2 separate regions of the Mus musculus genome follow, and region 1 is linked to region 2. Evidence: chromatin contacts called from public promoter capture Hi-C data. All regions are on one chromosome and are shown on one strand. The core of a region is the stretch at or near the end of the contact, and the rest is flanking DNA. Distances in the headings are between cores, read along the strand shown. Region 1 holds the start of Ddx46 (DEAD box helicase 46). Region 2 holds the start of Arl10 (ADP-ribosylation factor-like 10).

What was found. Promoter capture Hi-C pulls out the DNA fragments that hold promoters and counts their contacts.
Region 1: a contact with region 2 is called in a promoter capture Hi-C map of liver, with 2.9 times the contacts expected there. The contact joins the promoter of Ddx46 here to the promoter of Arl10 in region 2. A contact is called at or near these places in 3 of 39 promoter capture datasets (fetal liver, liver and pre-B cells), 1 of 115 datasets of contacts at active chromatin or transcription factors (pancreatic cancer cells) and 3 of 9 other capture datasets (adipose tissue, liver and macrophages).

What each region holds. Positions count from the first base shown.
Region 1 is chr13:55,633,599-55,638,581 of GRCm38.p6, reverse strand. It overlaps Ddx46 (DEAD box helicase 46), which reads right to left and starts at 3,583. Exons shown (of 23, transcript NM_001282055.1): 1 at 3,387-3,583; 2 at 368-556. The coding sequence starts at 3,403.
Region 2 is chr13:54,573,119-54,578,325 of GRCm38.p6, reverse strand. Arl10 (ADP-ribosylation factor-like 10) reads right to left here and starts at 3,279. Exons shown (of 4, transcript NM_019968.3): 1 at 3,049-3,279; 2 at 2,378-2,576. The coding sequence starts at 3,231. It overlaps Gm24195 (predicted gene, 24195), which reads right to left and starts at 187; the gene lies at 105-187.

The DNA.
Region 1 (4,983 bases), core at 2,334-4,833, 1.1 Mb before region 2:
ACTCTGCCCTGTTTCTTCCCAGTGTCTGCTTTAGTGGCCACTCTTCACACAAGGGTCAGCCCTCTTGGGCAGAATCAAATAAAATCTGCACGAGCAGAGCATATTATCTTACTTTTATCTCTCTCAGGGACTTCAAGGTTCTCTCTGGATTACAGAAAACACAATCTAAAGTTTCCAAGCTTAAAGATACCGTTTAAGACTCTCTTTATAGACAAGTCCTGTGCTTAATCAAACAATGGTTAAAAAAAAAAATAGCAGGAGGCCCACAAACGGGCCACTAATTTCCAAACTAGAACACAGCTTTGGAGAAGCCCAATTTATCCGGGAAGGCCCAGTATCACTGGTTCTGCAGAACTGGACGTCTTACCTCAGGCGCTTCCTGTCCCTTGACCGAGATCTTCTCTTGTCCCTACTCCGAGACCTCTCTCTCCTCCGGTCTCTGTCTCTGCTCCGAGAGCGTCTGTCATCCCCACGTTTGCTTCTTTTGTCAGAGGGTGAGCGACTCCTCGATCGACTTCCAGAACGACCTCGAGATGCTGAGCGTTTTCGGTAGTGGCTACAACAGTATCAAATCCAAGATCAAACTTAGCATCTGTATAGTCCTGACTGTCCTGGAACTCACTCTGTAGACCAGAGTGGCCTTAAACTCAGAAATCCACCTGCCTCTGCCTCCCGAGTGCTAGGATTAAAGGCATGCGTCACCACTGCCCGGCTGTCTATTTCTATGTTTAAAAAAAACTCACAGAAAAGATACAGCCAAGATGAAGTGACATTTTAGAAACCACAGAAGGAAACATAAGCAGGAGCCATGCAGACAGGCAGGGGCCCTTCCAGGCGAAAGGCACATGGGCAAACTCATGGGAAGGAGTCCAGACCGGCACATGAAGGAAAAGTGGCAAGAAGACAGTTACACAAACTAGTCAGTGGGCCAGGGGTGGGGGCCATGCCTCAATCCCAGCACTCAGGAGACAGAAGCAAGCGCATCTCTGAGATCACAGCAGTCTAGTCTACACAGTGAGACTCTGTTTCAAAGAAAAGATGAGAGAAGTGGAAAGAGAAGAGGAGAGAAGTGGGGAGGGGAGGGGAGGGGAGGGGAGGGGAGGGGAGGGGGGGAGGAAAGGAGAGAAGAACTCAAGAGAGCACCACGAGACAAGATCAGAGAAATAGCAAAATACTTAGATATGGAGAACCTCACCGGGTCTTACAATGACTGTCTTTTACTCCGAGTAAGATAAAAAGCTATAGGGCCACATATGGCAGCAGCCCCCTGTAGTGTTATTAAGGTGTCTAAGCTACTGAGGAAAGATCACTATGTCAATCAGGCTAAGATCAGTATGTTCTCATCTCTAAATAAATATTTTAATTAATTTATGTGTATATGTATATGTATATACCTGAGGACAAATGTGTGTGTGTGTGTGTGTGTGTGTGTGCGCGCGCGCGCACTCGTGGAACTGGAGTTACAGACAGCTGTGAGCCACGTGGATGCTAGGAATTGAACCTGGATCCTCTGGAGCAAACCCAGGGCTTTGAACCACTGAGCCACCTCTCCAGCCCCATGAGTAAATATTCTTACAATAAATAACAAAAAAGGAAAAAGTTACCGGAAGATGTTTAAGCATGACTATTTTTAAAGTTATCACTCAAGAATCAGGTATGCAATGCCAGCACTCAGGGGTGGAGGCAGTGCCTCTGGCAGTTGGAAGCGCAGCTTGTATCTATAAAAACGAAAGTATTGTCTTGTTGCTGAGCACAGAACAGATCAAACGGAGGAGGCAACAGGAGGAGAGAAACCATGAGACTGAAGCAAGCATCCGGCTTCAGAGAAGCCCCGCTTAGGTCAGAATAGCGAGAGTAGATGCTGAGAAATACCAAGATCTCCAGTGGAGATAAAACATAGAAGCCCAAAACACTAGCACTGACTCATCTTAATTATGAATTAAATACCAAGTATGAGGGCAAGAGAGAAGGGCTGGGTGTCTCCACATGGGACCAGAATAAGCAGGAAAGGGAGGCTGTGCTGAGGGGAGAGGCCATGGTCGTCCAGCCCATGTTCCGAATGTGTGAGGCCCTGACATCAGCTCATAGCAGCCTTCCTCGCCATCACTGAAGGCTGCCATTACTAGGAATCAACAATCCATTCGCTTTCTGAGCCTTCTCAGGATCTACCTAGAAAGCTCCAGATGAGCGGAAGCCAGGCACCACAGGAAGTCAACTGTACGCAGGTAAATGGGTGAAAAGGACCTTCTGCGAAAGGTCTGGGGAGTCTGAATTTCCTCTTGAAAGTAACAGGATCCAACAGATACTAAGTCAAAAAATGGCAAGGTCTTATTGTTATTTTGATTCCAGCAATACAAATATAATAATTATAACAGCAAGATCAAGAAAGGTAATTCAGGCCGGGTGTGGTGGCGCACGCCTTTAATCCCAGCACTCAGGAGGCAGAGGCAGGCAGATTTCTGAATTCGAGGCCAGCCTAGTCTACAAAGTAAGTTCCAGAACAGCCAGGGCTATACAGAGAAACCCTGTCTCGGACCCCCCACCCCCCCAAAAAAAGAACCATGGTCACTGGCAATACACCCTTTATACGGAAGATGCTACAGGTTTTTTTGGTTTGCAAAAATTTCAAGCTGCTCCACTCACACTTGGCTTGTTTCCCTGAACCTAAGTTTTAACCCAGTACGCCAAGTTTTCATTCTCCCTACACAGTGAACCACAGTACCTTTCAGACTGGCTACATACATACCAGTCATCTCATCTTTCAAGATGATGATTATAATAATAGTAGTAGTAGTAATAATATCATCATCATCTACCTCAAGGTCCTAATCCGTTATTAAAACCTAAAGTTTTGAAGACACCGTAAGGTGCCCGCGTGAAAGGTTTCACAAAGAAGCAGGCAACATAGTAACAAAATGTATCCGCGGAATAAATGGCCATGGAACAGGTGTTTTTGTTGTAACCCAATAAAAGCCGGTCCTGCACATATAGCAGGTGCGTAAAAAAGGCCTGCATACGCTCCTTCTAAATGACTTAGGCAGAGAGGCCCACGTGCGCACGAAAGTAACCCAGAGTGGAGGCAAACAATGTTGTGAAGACGAAGAGGAACGGGAGTGAACCGGCTCTGGGTTGACCCGGGGGATGAGGCGGGAGGCTCCGTGATGGGCGGGGTGGGGTCAGGGGGACTGTTCCCGCTCAGGGCTCGACCGGTGGTCGCAAGCTCACGGCAATCGGCTGCCCTGCATGCCAGCTGCGCCTCGTCACAGCCCGGGTGACCGGGTCCTCAGCAGCCACACGCGCGGCCACCCGCACTCTACCCGCAGCGCCGCTCCCTCCACCCGCTCGCTCCCCTCCGAGCCCAAGAAGCCGCTCGCCCGCGGACTCACCGAGACTCCCGGCCCATGCTGCCGGCCAGCAGAAGGCCTGCGCCCTCGGGGACGATGCGCAGGCCTATGAAGAGGACAAAGGAGGGAGGCAGCAAGCTCTCACGGTACCGAGCGAGGACCGGTCCTACGAAATGGACAGAGCTCCAGCAGTGACCGCCATCAGAGCGTGGCCAACGAAAACAGGATGTGCTGGTGCCGGGGTGCGGAAGGAAGGAGCGGGCGGAAGGAAGCGGCTGCTTCTCCAGAGCGCCACCAACCGACTGGAGGCCGCGCGGCGCGGGCTGCGCCGGCAGCAACAACTTACTTTTCTAGCGCAACCCGCAGCCCTTTTTGGCGCTATGGAGTGTGCCATCAGCCAGGTCAGCCTTGCAAAGGGTCTTCGCTGCAGACCACCGAGGAACCTAATGCAGCCTGCGGCTCTCCCAGGGAGTGTGTCTGTTTGCCTTAATCTGCATTAACTAATGCTCCTGTCTCCTTATATGCTCCGTACTGAGTCACTTATGTGTATGCCAGATCCTGACAACTAATAGTAGTGATGTGTCTTCGACACAAGGAGCATCATACTGAAGAGGAAAGACTCTTCAATATGAGATGTGAAGACTTAGAATCTACAGAACAGAGATAAACTGCACTAAGGATTATAATAGTTCTTAACACTGGGAAGCTTTCGGGGCAGGGGGGAATACATGATCCGTTCAACCGCTCAGGAAATGGGGCCCAAAGGCACCAGACAAAAAGCACGGGCCTCCCTCTTGCTCTGGCTCTTTGTCTGGATCACTCCATTTCTGCTTATTATCTTTATATTCACATTTTGACCTGTCCTTTAAGTGTTTTACTTACCGAACTTACCCCTATACTGGAACAAAGAAGCCCTCCCAAAGGATTTCCTATGCCTACAAACACCTCAAATGACCAATCAGATTAAAGACAACCTGGCCTTGGTAGAACAAAGCAAAGCAAGAGCAAATAGATTCCCTACCTACAGAGGTCCTCCAAGACTGCAAAAGACTAACTTCATGACTGCAAAAAATGGAGGCGTCTATGCCTTCCTAGGAAAAGGATGTTTTCATGAAAACCAATTAGGCCTAATAAAGGGAACCACTGAGCAACTATTTTAAAACAAACTCAAAACCAGAAAAGGAACAGACAATGCATTCTAGAAGAACACCTGGATGCCTGGGGCCATGCATCACACCATTGGCAGGTGCGGTCATTGGTTTTTGGTTGGCTGGTTGGTTGGTTGGTTGGTTGGTTTTCTGAGACAGGGTTTCTCTGTGTAGCCCTGGCTGTCCTGGAACTCACTCTGTAGACCAGGCTGGCCTCGAACTCAGAAATCCATCTGCCTCTGCCTCCCAAGTGCTGGGATTAAAGTCATGCGTCACTACTGCCTGGCCTATTTTTGTTTGTTTGTTTGTTTGTTTTCTTTGTTTATTGAGACAGGCTTTCTCTGTGTAGCCCTGGCTGTCCTGGAACTCACTCTGTAGACCAGAATTTTGGTTTCTTTTTTTTTTTTTTTTTTTTTCTTTTTTTCAAGACAGGGTTTCTCTGTAGCCCTGGCTATCCTGGAACTCACTCTGTAGACCAGGTTGGCCTCGAA
Region 2 (5,207 bases), core at 2,030-4,529:
CCTTTCTGTTCCTCTTTGCCCCTCTGCTCAGTTCCTCTTGGCTACCCTGCACCCCAATCCGGTTCTGCTTCTCTCTCTCTCTCCACTCTAAATCCCCCCAAAAGCCTCAGCACAATGTCTTGGCACACAGTAGGCACTCATCAAATACTTACTGAGTGCTTACCAGGTGCCAAGCACTCACCTGGGTGCTGGGTATCAGGCTGGAGTCCCGGCTCTCTAGGAACTCCCTCCCTAGCCAGAATGGACCAGGCAACCAGATAAGACATATTCTAGAAAGCACGGAATCAAAACCAAGGGAAAACAAGGGGAAGTGGCCGGAGTGTGCTGCTGGTCTTGGGTTGGGCGATCTGGAAATGTCTCCTCAAGGAGGCTGGGTGTGAGCGGAGAGGAGGATGAGGAGCTAGCCACAGGAAGAAGCAAAAGCAAGCATCTCGGGCAGCACAAAGAACAAGCTCCACGCATGCGCGGAAGGGAAAACGTGACAAGCAAGGGGCCTCCAGAGAGAGAGAGAGAGAGAGAGAGAGAGAGAGAGAGAGAGAGAGGAGAAAAGGGTCCAGACCATGTTTCTGAAAGATACCAGTCGCTGACTCCATGGGACGATCTGCAAGGGAGCAACTGTAGTTCTAAATGGGAGAGACGAAAGGGGCTTGAAGCAGACAGCAGCCCTCGGAGTAGGCCAGGCTATGCAAGTGTACCGCGGACAGAACCGATACATTCGATTTCCTAGGTGGTGCACTAAGGAAGGTGTTGCCAGTAATAAATGTGCTCCCTTGCCAGTTCTGCCACAGTGTGCATTCTCAGCTGATCCCCAAGCCACGATGCCGAGACCACGTGAAGGGACTGTTGTGGGGGAAAAAAGCTCTAGGACTTGATTGACAGCTTTCCTGCCACCGCCTCCGGAGGGCTGGGATTACAGGTGTGAACCAACAGGCCTGACAGCCATTTGGGTCTGAATCCTGATGTCCGTCAGAACATGGGTTTGTGAGAACACCTCACTTGGGTGGGAAAGTGAACGCTCCTTCTGTCAGGCACTCACTGAATTCCTGTCCTTTGGCTCAAGAAGAGACAGAGAAAGCTTGATGGGTGGTCCTAAGTAAAGATCAATGTTTGCTACGACCTGGGAGAAAAGGTATGGCCAGGCATGACCAGACCACAAATGCTTAAGAACGAGACCCACTCAGGCTAAGAGTTCGGCTCTCAAAGCTCAACTCTATCCCTAGTGCTTAAATAAGCACACCCAGGCTTCACAGTTTTAGTCCTGTGCCTCGAAGTCCCTCCTAACTCCTCAGAGACTGAGGCTAGACCCAGGTGGAGAAGTCCAAAATCCCAAGACTCCTACATCTACAGGTAGGGCTCCTCAGTCGCCTCTCAGACCACTCACTCAATAAGCCCCCTCGGGTACCTATTAGAGGGCTGAGCCTTTGGGCCAGAAATGGATCATACACTCTGTGACCACAGTGTTCCTGGCCTCATCAGGGACAGAGGGTGAGTGACAAATCCTGCAGCAGGAGGGGACCAGAGTCAGGCAGAGGCCAGACTTCAAAGGTAAGCTTCAAAAGATGTCATTCACAAATCACACTTGAGGCTTGGTTGTGGCCGTGTGTACCTGTAACCCTAGCACTCAGATGGTGGAGAAGGAAGGTTCGAGTGTTCAAGACCAGCCTCAATGCCATGAAACCATCTCAAACAAATGACAAAACCCCGACTAATGGAAGAAAAGACACTATAGCTCAGAATGAGTGGTAGTAGTTTGTCAAGTGTTCCAAGCAGAGAGATGCATGCAAAGAACAGGTAAGAAACAAGTCCCCTTCGTGAGGGCCAGGAGGACCTGCTGCATGAGAACACCGGGCTGGAGAGATGGCTAAGCCATTACGGGCACTGGCTGCTCTTCCAGAGGTCCTGAGTTCAAACCCCAGCAACCACATGGTGGCTCACAACCATCTATAGGGGGATCCGATGCCCTCTTCAGGCAGCCAGAACACTGGAACACTGGGGGAAACCTTTCGTGATCTAGCTTGTCAGAAACCTGTTTGTACATGTATCTAACAGGCAGGTTAACTGATGGCAGTTTTGTGGAGTTGTGTGGGGTATTTTATAAGCAGTGTTTGTCAAATACCTGGCATATGAACCCTTAGCTGTTAGTCTGCCAGTGTAAGGCATGTGTGGTGAAAGGTAGGTGGACCATTTGGATACACAGGATAAGGAAAAATCCTAAGTGTTAGAATGTTCTGTATCTTGTGCCCTGAAGAGAAGCAGGAAGGGTTTCATAAAGGGGAAATGTCCTGATTAGAAATGCATTGTATGATAATCTCCAAATAATCTAGGCCCTGGGGCATCAGTGAGGACAGGGAGAAGGGGGAGTGTGTCTCTTGCTCACTCTCTAACAGGTCCACCTCGAAATTCTTGGTAGGCAGCCGAACAGAGTTGAAGCCCCAGGTAGGGACGTGGCCTTCCACCGGTGGCTTCCCGGCCAGCATGCGCAAGAACGTGCTTTTCCCTGAGCCATCCAAGCCCAGCACCAACACTTCCCGCTGCTCCAGCTCTTCCAAGGCCGGCTCATCTTCCTCGTCCTCGGGCTGTGGGACAGAGACGAAGGCTGCAATCCCCAACCTCCTTCTTGACCCTCCCTTCCCTAGGGACAACGAAGTGCACCACGGTGCCCCTGCACGCCATCCACGCGTCCCGGGGCAGGCACCTGTGGTCTGACATTGCAGGGCAGGAGCTGCTTTTTGAGTCCTAAACTAAAAGTCTCACTTTTCTTTTTGACTCCTCATGATTTCGCGCACAATCTTTCTCATCATAAATCCTTGGCTTCCACGAACAGTAAACCCAAGACAATCCCAAGATCTCACGATTATCCGGCACCGGGAATGAGGGCTCTACCAGGGATCCCCGGGGCGGCGCCACTGCGCTTACTGCACTGTCGCCTGGCTGGCTCCTACCGCGCCCACGGGGCTACCGAGCCCGATGCCCTGCCCGGGCCCTCGCGCTTGCACTCCGCGCTCACAGCATGCGTAGGCCTCCCTGACCTCGGCGGCTCGCACTCACCTCCCACTCGTCCCACTGAGGGAGGCGGGCAGTGTCCGCGCCCCACCAGGCCTCGCCCCGGTCCCAGCGCCGCTCCCGGCCGCGGCCGAAGTAAGCTTTCCAGAGGATAAAGAGCACAGAGCCCAGCACGGCTGCGGCGCCACCCAGAGCCAGCACCAAGGGGCCCAGCGGCCGCGGCGCCATTTGGCCTGGGAGCAAGACCGACCAGCCTGCGGTGGAAGATGGAGCTGTGGCCGCGCCCACCCGCCGGACCCCGCCACACTACAAGCCCCACAATGCACTGCTCGCTGCCAGCGAAGGCTGCGCTTGTATTGCGGTGGGGAAGGGGCACTAGGGTGGGATGGGCTTTCCGAGTAGGGGTTCGGTCCAGGATGGATCTTCCACTCCCTGACCAGTGTGGTAGAAGTGAGGCTGTGCGGACCTGTTGAGTCCCTTCAGAGAAGGAAACACTGAGACTTAGCAGGTATTAAGTTGCTCAAGGTCGCACCATAGTCTAGTTTGGCATTTAAACCCAATCTATGTCACCTGGGTATTTCTCAGGACCACAAAAAAGAGAAATCTCGAAACTAATTATATGGGATCATACGCCAGTGGGATGGCAGAAGGAAGAAGTTTCTCCAAACCTTTGGTGGCTTACTGTGCACAGCAATGAAGAATGTCTGTCTGGCAAGGAAAGTTCAGAGCAATCACATTGTCAGCCACTCCCAGAGACTGCAGGGCTTCCAAGTACTGCATCAGAGAGAAGAGAAACAGGAAAAAAAATGGTGCCCCAAGCTACAGCAGTCCTTTGGCCTTCACTGCGTCTGCGGGATAATGGGAGAGAGTGTCCCAGTGTCCAGCTATGCCTGCCTCTTTAAAGTAGCACGCACACTACACACTCCTTAGCCAGTTTCTCTGTGCCCTAACCTCTGTTCTTTTTGGGCCCCCTTACTTTTGGCTACATATCTATGCTGCTTCCCCTTCTGTCTTGACTTCTTGTTTCTTAGGGTTTTTTGTTTTGGTTTGGTTTTTGGTTTTTCGAGACAGGGTTTCTTTGTGTAGCCCTGGCTGTCCTGGAACTCACTCTGTAGACCAGGCTGGCCTTGAACTCAGAAATTCGCCTGCCTCTGCCTCCCAAGTGCTGGGGATTAAAGACGTGTGCCACCACGCCCGGCTTTGTTTCTTAGTTTTAAAAAATACCTCTATCGGAGTTGTAGAGATGACACTGGTTCAGAGCACTGGTTGCTCTTTCAGAGGACCTGATGAGTTCTACTCCGAGAACTCACACAGCTGCTCCCAACCTTCTGTAACTGCAGATCTTATCTGGCTTCTGCAAACACCATGCACACTCATGCCCACAGTGCCCAGATATACAAGCAGGCAAAATACCTCTATAAAAAAAAAATCTCAATAGCAACACCTCTTTGGGGGAGGTTCATTTTGCTTATTTGATAGAAGTCTGGAGGTAGCAGAATAGAGCACTCTGAAAGGTTTTACTCTCAGTGGCACTCAACCTCATGGTGACTCTTTAATATAGTTCCTCATGTTGTGGTGACCCCAACCATAAGATTTTCTTTGCTTGCTACTTGGTAACTCTAATTTTGCTACCGTTGTGAATTGCAATGTAAAAGCTTGTGATTGTGGGTTGAGAACCATTGATTCAGAAATTACTATTTGCAGAGCAGGAGAGAGATCTCCCTTCCCTTTCCCTTCCCTTTTCCCCTTCCCCTTCCCCTTCCCTTCCCTTCCCCTTCCCTTTCCCTTCCCTTTCCCTTCCCTTTCCCAATCCCTTCCCTTTCCCCTTCCCTTCACCTTCCCTTTCTTCTTCCCTTCCCTTTCCCCTTCCCCTTCCCTTCCCTTTCCCCTTCCCCTTCCCTTTCCCCTTCCCTTTCCCTTGCCTTTCCCCTTCCCTTCCCTTTTCCCTTCCCTTTCCCCTTCCGTTCTCTTTCCCCTTCCCTTCCGTTTTCCCTTCCCTTCCCTTCCCTTCCCTTCCCTTTTCCCTTCCCTTCCCTTCCCTTCCCTTTCCCCTTTCCTTCCCTTTCCCCTTCCCTTCCCTTTTCCCTTCCCCTCCCACCCCCTCTCCTCCTCTCCCTTCCCCTTTCCCTTTCCCTCTCCTCTCCTCTAATGCATACCACTGGAGTGCCTGGTGCCTCCCAAGGTCAAAAGAGGATCCCGCAGCC